2 separate regions of the Oryctolagus cuniculus genome follow, and region 1 is linked to region 2. The links are chromatin contacts, called in public Hi-C maps. All regions are on one chromosome and are shown on one strand. The core of a region is the stretch at or near the end of the contact, and the rest is flanking DNA. Distances in the headings are between cores, read along the strand shown.

Region 1 (3,285 bases), core at 257-2,756, 350 kb before region 2:
GACTTGGACCATCTTCCACTGATTTCCCATGCCATAGCAGAGAGCTGGATCAGAAGTGGAGCAGCCAGCACTCGAACTAATGCCTATATGGGATGCCAGCACTGCAGGCAGTGTCTTTACCCACTAGGCCACAGCACCAGCCCCTTGGATATTCTTTATAAACTTGTATTTTGCTGTCTTCCTTGAACTTTCCAAGTTCACTCTCACTAAAAGGTACAGAATCTACAAGTCCTTCTGCATGCACTGTTCTACCAGAGCATTCAGGTCTCTGCTCAAGTGTGATTTTCTTACAGAAACTATCTCTGTTCTACCTAAATTAGCCCATTCTAACCCTGCCTTCTGTGATATAAAAAAATTTCTGTGGGTCTTATTTCCATTGCAGAGATAGACTACTGGTGCTGGTAATCTTTGGTAAAACTCACAAAACTCAGAACAGTTTTGTCCAGAATAGTGCAAATGATATTTAATTTTAAAAGTAATTATACTGGACTACATTCAAAGTTATTCAAATGAACACTGTCAAGCAATTTCAACTTGCAAGCATAGATATTTCATCACCACTGTTTACATTACCCTTTTTTAAGAATAAGCATCAATTCTACAAAATTTCTTTACAACATTAGTTTTCCCTAAGTCCCCAAACTGAAACTATCAGTCTTGGAAACCCAAAACATCAGATTTTAATATTTCCTTAAGGACATATTTCTAAGCTCATAAAAGTGTTTCTCCTTCAACTTTGAAAAGGCAGTTCTTTCTTTACATTGAACAAACCTGTTAGGAATATACTTTACTTTGTATTATAACTTTATTTACCCATACTTCACTGTCATGTCCCATATTTTTGCTTTGCTATTATTACATTTGCTAACTGTAACAAAATGCCTTTGTATTTGCTATTTCTGTGATTGTTTCTATTGACAACTTTATAAAATATGTACAAGTATTTATGACATCCTATATAGTTTTAAAACATTTTATGTTTTCTTTTTTTCTCCAGTTATCTCCCTTTGTGTTTCTGTAAGAGTTTATTTTGTGTAAAGCTTTTTTAAAAAGTCAATATAATGCTTTAAAATACTTGAATAGAGAATTTCAGCATATAAGTAGCATGAAAAAAATACTTGGGTATTAGAAGCAATTGTTTAATAGTATATAGGTTTAGCATTCTCAGTAAATTTCTTAGGATCAAGGAGTAAGTATAAAGAGTGCTCCTACAGGACTGAAAAACTATTATATTGATGGTAAACAAATACCATGCTCATTGGAATACAACTTTGTAGCAAAAAGTAATAAGCTTAATAATTGAATACAGTTATATTGTTAGTATTAAGAATAGAAGAAGTGATCCATAAACAATGGCATTTATTCCACTGTTACTTCCTCAACTTTCTGGATTACATTGAGCTAATATCTATTTTAGGAACTGCTTTGGAAGGCCCTTATGTTTTATGCAAGGAACTGCTATTTTCCCAGATGAATAGAATATCCATTCTCCAGCTCCAAGTTTCCATGACAATAAAAACAAAACATTCATCAGCACCGACTTGGTATCTGATGGCAAATGCAGCTGCAGCTTATAACAGTTCAATCTTTATCCCAACTCTTTTCTGCAGAACAGAGGCACTATATTTCTCCAAAGCAAATGAATTGTTTTTACAGTGATTTTCCCCTACCACAGACCTAAACATTAGCAATTACGTGTGTTAGCCATCTCCAATCTTCAAATCATCTACTCTTCCCAAACTCAAGCCAAATATAATGTCAAGTTCCCGAATTTTACTAGCAGCACATTTGATTTAACTATGAAAGCTTAGTGGATTTAAGTACCACAGTTTAGATGGACACTTAATATTTCAGATTTTATGATTACAGAGGACTGGTTTTTGGAGAATAATAATATCCACAGTAAATAAAAAAAAAAGTAAAAAAGTTAAGTTCAATCAGATTATGGGAAGACAGTGCCCCCTTGTGTCTTGGTATTTCTGTCCTCTAACACTCATTTCCTTAGAATTCCATGGTATGGATTTTCTTCCCCACTGTTACTCATGGTATGGATCTGAATAATTTTTGTATCTTAGAAATAAACAGAACTTAATAACTAGCAGCTTTCTTAAGACAAAAATCCTACAATATAAATATATTGGATATTAACTATCAATGATTTTAATATGACTACTCTGCAGCATGAAGAAAATAATGAATTTGCATACACTCAGTAATTACTTTTAACTTTCCCATTTAATTTACTCTTCAGAAGAGATGTTGATAAAAGTCTAAGCATGAAAGAAAACCTTGCCAGTGTAGCTGCACTTTTCTTCAGTGTTGGCTCTCCTTTGTAACCACTTTATGCAAGTATCGATTACCCTCATTATAATTTAGGGGCAGTTAATGAGTTTCAAGCTTTAGTCACATGGAAAACAGTTTGTCCAAATGGGAGGATATAAATATGAAATCATAAAATATTTGAAACAATGAGTAATTCAATAATTACAAAGAGTGTTAGAAATGCAAATTATAGAACATAATTAATGTGTCAAAGAGTAAGACTCAGATCAGAGACATAGCCATGAAATTCATGGAAAATCAGAATCTCAGATCTAACTCAGAATTTGCATTTTAGCAAGATCCCTGGACAGTTCTTAAGAGCATTAAAGTTTGGAAAGTACTCTTCTAATCTCAATGCCTTCCTATCTCCAACTGCAAACAGCAAGAACAAAGCAGAGCATAGAGAGAGAAGACTGATCATTGGGGCACGGGAGGGAGATTTTTAGACAGGTAGATTTCAAGTGAGGAAAAGAAGGAGAAACAGCTTTCAGAAGGCATCCCTGAATATACAACTCAAAGTAGGTTAGTAACTTTGCTTTAATGACTCCTCCACCTTTTCTTCCATTCTGTGATTCCATACTAGCGGTTAAAATGCTGCTTTGGATGCCTGTATACCATATGGTGTACGTAGGATTTGAATCCTGGTTTTACTCCCTTATTTCAGCTTCCTGCACACCCTGGGAGGGAGCAGGTAATGGCTCAAATGGTTGGGTCCCTGCAACCATCCTGAGAGACGTGGACTGAGGCCCCAGCTCCTGGCTTTGGCATGGCCCAACCCCAGTTGGTGCAGGCATTAGTGGATTGGAGATCTCTGTTTGGTTTCTTTCCTATGTCTGCCTCTCAAATAAATAAAATGAATAGGAAAATTAACAACCATTAGAGGTGAGTTTGGATGAGCAAGACACACCAAAATTCAAAAATATGTGTGAACTCTAAGTTCATCACTCATTATCACTGAACCTA
Region 2 (3,650 bases), core at 893-3,392:
GATTAAGCCTCTACCTGTGGTGCCAGCCTTCCATATGGGTGCTGATTTGTGTCCTGGTTGTTTCTCTTTTGATTCAGAAAGCAGTAGAATATGGCCCAAGTGTTTGGGCCCCTGCACCCACGTGGGAGACCTGGAAGAATCTCCCAGTTCCTGGCTTCAGATGGGCCCTGCTCTGGCCATTGCGGCCATTTGGGGAGTTAACTAGAGGATGTAAGACCTTTTTCTCTGTCTTTCCCTCTCTCTGTCTATAATTCTACCTCTCAAATAAATAAATAAAATCTTAAAAAAAAAATGCCAGAGATCAAGTCCTGCCTCTGCTTCTGATCCAGCTCCCTACTATTGTACACCCTGGAAGGCAGCAGATGAAAATTCAAGTTCTTGGGTCTTTGTCACTCATGTGGGTGACCTGGATGGAGTTTCTGGCTCCTGGCTTCCACCTGGCCCACCTCCAGCTTTTGTGAGTATTAGGAGAGTGAACCTGTGGGTGAAAGACCTTTCTGTCTGTCTCCATCTCTGTCTCTTCCTTTCAAATAAATAAATAAATAAACTTAAAAAAACTCTCACATTGGGGGATTGAATTTGTCTACTTTTATTTTTATACAGAGGTACCTCTTCAAATGTTCTCCTCCCAAGACATCCCTTAGATCCCAAAATCTGTAACTCAGGAAGCTCAGGGAGTTTCCTTATGCAATGTCTGAATGTGAACAACCGAAGGTGGCCGGGGCCTGGGCTGGGTTCAGGGCCAGACTGTATTTGCCCAAAGTCAGGGATCATTGCCATAGACAAGGACTCCTGAAGAAAACCTTGAACAAAAACCACTTTGATCATTAGATGAATCAGGGGGTCAACTCAGACTAAATCCACTGTGGCTTTATTTTCTCTCTTTATTCTAAAACCCTTTAAAAATCATTTATTTATTTGACACACACACACAGAGAAAGATACACAAAGAAAGAGCACTGGTTTACTCCCCCAAGTACCTGCAATAGCCAGTGCTGGGCCAAGCTGAAGCTGGGAGCCAAGAATTTAATCCAGGTCTCGGATATGGGTGTCAGGGTCCCGAGTACTTGAACTATCATCTGCTAACTCCCAGGGTGTGCATTAGCAGGAAGCTGGATTCAAGAATGTAGCCAGGGCTCAAACCCAGGTACTTCGATATGAGATGTGGGCAACAATTGCCCCGGACTATCTTTCTTTTGTTTTGTTTTTAAAAATTTATTTATTAGAAAGTCCAAGTTACACACAGAGAGAAGGAGAGGGAGAGAGAAGGAGAGGCAGAGAGAGGGAGAGGGAGAGGGAGAGGGAGAGGGAGAGGGAGAGGGAGAGGGAGAGGGAGAGGGAGACTTCCATTTGCTGGTTAACTGCCCAATTGACCAAAATGCCTGGAGCTGCGCCTATCCGAAGTCAGGAGCTTCTTCCAGGTCTCACACATGGGTGCAGGTGCCCAAGCACTTGGGCCATCTTCCACTGCTTTCCCAGGCCATAGCAGAGAGCTGGATCAGAAGAGCAACAGCCGAGACTTGAACTGGGGCCCATACAGGATGCCGGCACTGCTGGCAGGGGCTTTAACCTGATGCAATATAGCGCCGGCCCCTATCTTTCTTTCTTTTGTACTCAGTTATTCATTTAAAAATAATTTTATTGTATTTTACCAGCATTTCTGTGTGTAAGTACCAATCTGCTACATTCTAAAAAGCGGTGGGCGTTAATTTACTTATCTTACAGAATGTTTACAAGTTCCAAGTCTCACCTTCCACCTCAGATCTTTCTGTTTTTGTCTGGTCTCCTAAGTTTTTGTTTAGTTGCCTTACAAACAGGTTCTTTTTCTCCGCGTTGCTCCTCTGAATTGATGATTCATTCTGAAGTGCTGAGTGCCTGTTGTTCTAGCCTTTCCTCAAACTCCCTTGTCTCCCTGATGGAGGCAGTTAAGCCCTCCCCTGTGTGCAGGCTCCTGGACAACCTGCTTCACTCGTGTCCGGAGTCCAGGTAAGAAGCTGGACGAGATTCCCCTGGCTGAAACTCCTGGATGTGTTGCCTTTCCCTGTCCCCCAACAGTTTCTAAAATGAAAGCCATGACAGGTCTCAGCCTTTCTGGCAGGACATCCCTCTGGCTCTGATGGAGACATACGCAACTGGAAGCGGCGGACATGCCCAGACCTTCCAGCTGTAGGCTTTCCAATACATCATGTTGGGGCCCTTATTCCCTGTTGCTGCTTTTTGGCGAGGCAGCTCCCTCTAGCCACAGGCATTCCTTGGGCAGCTGTCTGAGTTAACATCTGAGCTTGGCCAGCACTAGTGCAGCTGTGGGCTCTGGCATTGCTGCTCCTGAGTAAATTCCCCACTAAGCCCGCAGAGCTGACTTGATTTCTCTTTTGGGTGTGATTATCTTACAACAAGGCCAGTTATATAGGTGTGAGATGTATGCAGTCACATTGGGACCTGCACTCAGAAGATCCTGTACTTGATTCATGCTATGCTATTGCTGTCTTGAAATTTTAAATACTTTTTGAATAAAATTTTGCACTGTTCTCCATAAATTCTGTAGCTTCTCCTTAGGAGAAATAGAGAACATCACTGGCATTTGGGGAAGTGGGTGAGGCTTATTGACTAATCTGGCTTCTTGGGAGTCCAGAACAACCACAACATCGAGTAATTGTTTAAAAATATATTTTCAGATGCAGTACCACATCCTGAAGAACGTATTCTTATGGAAAGCTTCCCAACCCTCTAAATAAACTTTTTTGGTGCTTCAAGAAAAAGAGAGAAGGGTAGACATCCTCTAGAATAGTTGCTCAATGTAAATTTTTGTGATGACATTAATGTTCTACACCTTTGTTGTGCAACATGGCAGCCACTACTGACAGCTACTGAAAACTTGTTTTGTGGCTAATATTAATTTTTAATTTATTTTAATTATTTTAAGGTTATGGTTAAATAACTACATGGGGCTAGTAGCTACCATGTCTGACAGCATAGCTCTAGAACAACAAAGTAATTTCTGATCTTTGTGCTTTGATTACATTTTTTCACTTGTTCCACAGCAAAGCAGCTATGTTTTATAGAGAAAGGATTTTCTAAATTCAGATTTAAGGCACATCAACCTAATAGGGGTAGAGGGAGGACTCGAATCATAGTATTTTTTCTTAAGTGTAGAGAAAATATCCTTTCCATTCATGAAAGCTAGGTCATGAGGCTTGTGGTGCTAGCCTACAAGGGAGAGATTACATGGATGAATGACTCGTCTAAAGACTGCTCTTTCCAGTTCCAGGGATTACCAAAGAAATAAGGAAGGTAAACAGGAGGCATGAAGGTCAGAGGCCAGAGTCCTGGCAAGGAGTGGTGGTGAGGAGGTGGAGGTGGGAGGAAGGTTGATGGATGAACTTGAGCCATCACTCCTGGGTCCTGTGACCTTGGTGTTGTATAGGAGTTCTAGCAAGTCTCACATGTTCTGATGAGACACAGAGATTTTGAGAGCACAGGGTATATCAGAGGGTTCTGGTCAAAACAAAGATGTAGCTGAGTAAGAAATTTTCAGATGACCAGAACAACAAATTCCAGAGATAATGACTTTGTGTCAAAAGGCCAGACCAGAAAAAAACCATACTTCATAGGTCACCAGCCCAGGGACCAGAAAATCAAACCTCCGCCAT

The links. A called contact is a pair of places that touch in the nucleus more often than the background predicts.
Region 1: a contact with region 2 is called in a Hi-C map of embryonic fibroblasts, with 2.8 times the contacts expected there. The contact joins two enhancer-like sites. A contact is called at or near these places in 3 of 6 Hi-C or Micro-C datasets (embryonic fibroblasts, psoas muscle and skin fibroblasts).

What each region holds. Positions count from the first base shown.
Region 1 is chr12:79,925,307-79,928,591 of mOryCun1.1, reverse strand. All of the region lies in intron 6 of TCF12 (transcription factor 12), which reads right to left. Among named protein-coding and RNA genes, the nearest start is that of TCF12, 240 kb to the right of the region's middle. Within about 2 kb of position 1,506, at least 1 of the 8 cell types and tissues checked has an H3K27ac peak or open chromatin away from gene starts, as enhancers often do.
Region 2 is chr12:79,574,618-79,578,267 of mOryCun1.1, reverse strand. No RefSeq gene overlaps it. Among named protein-coding and RNA genes, the nearest start is that of ZNF280D, 100 kb to the right of the region's middle. Within about 2 kb of position 2,142, at least 2 of the 8 cell types and tissues checked have an H3K27ac peak or open chromatin away from gene starts, as enhancers often do.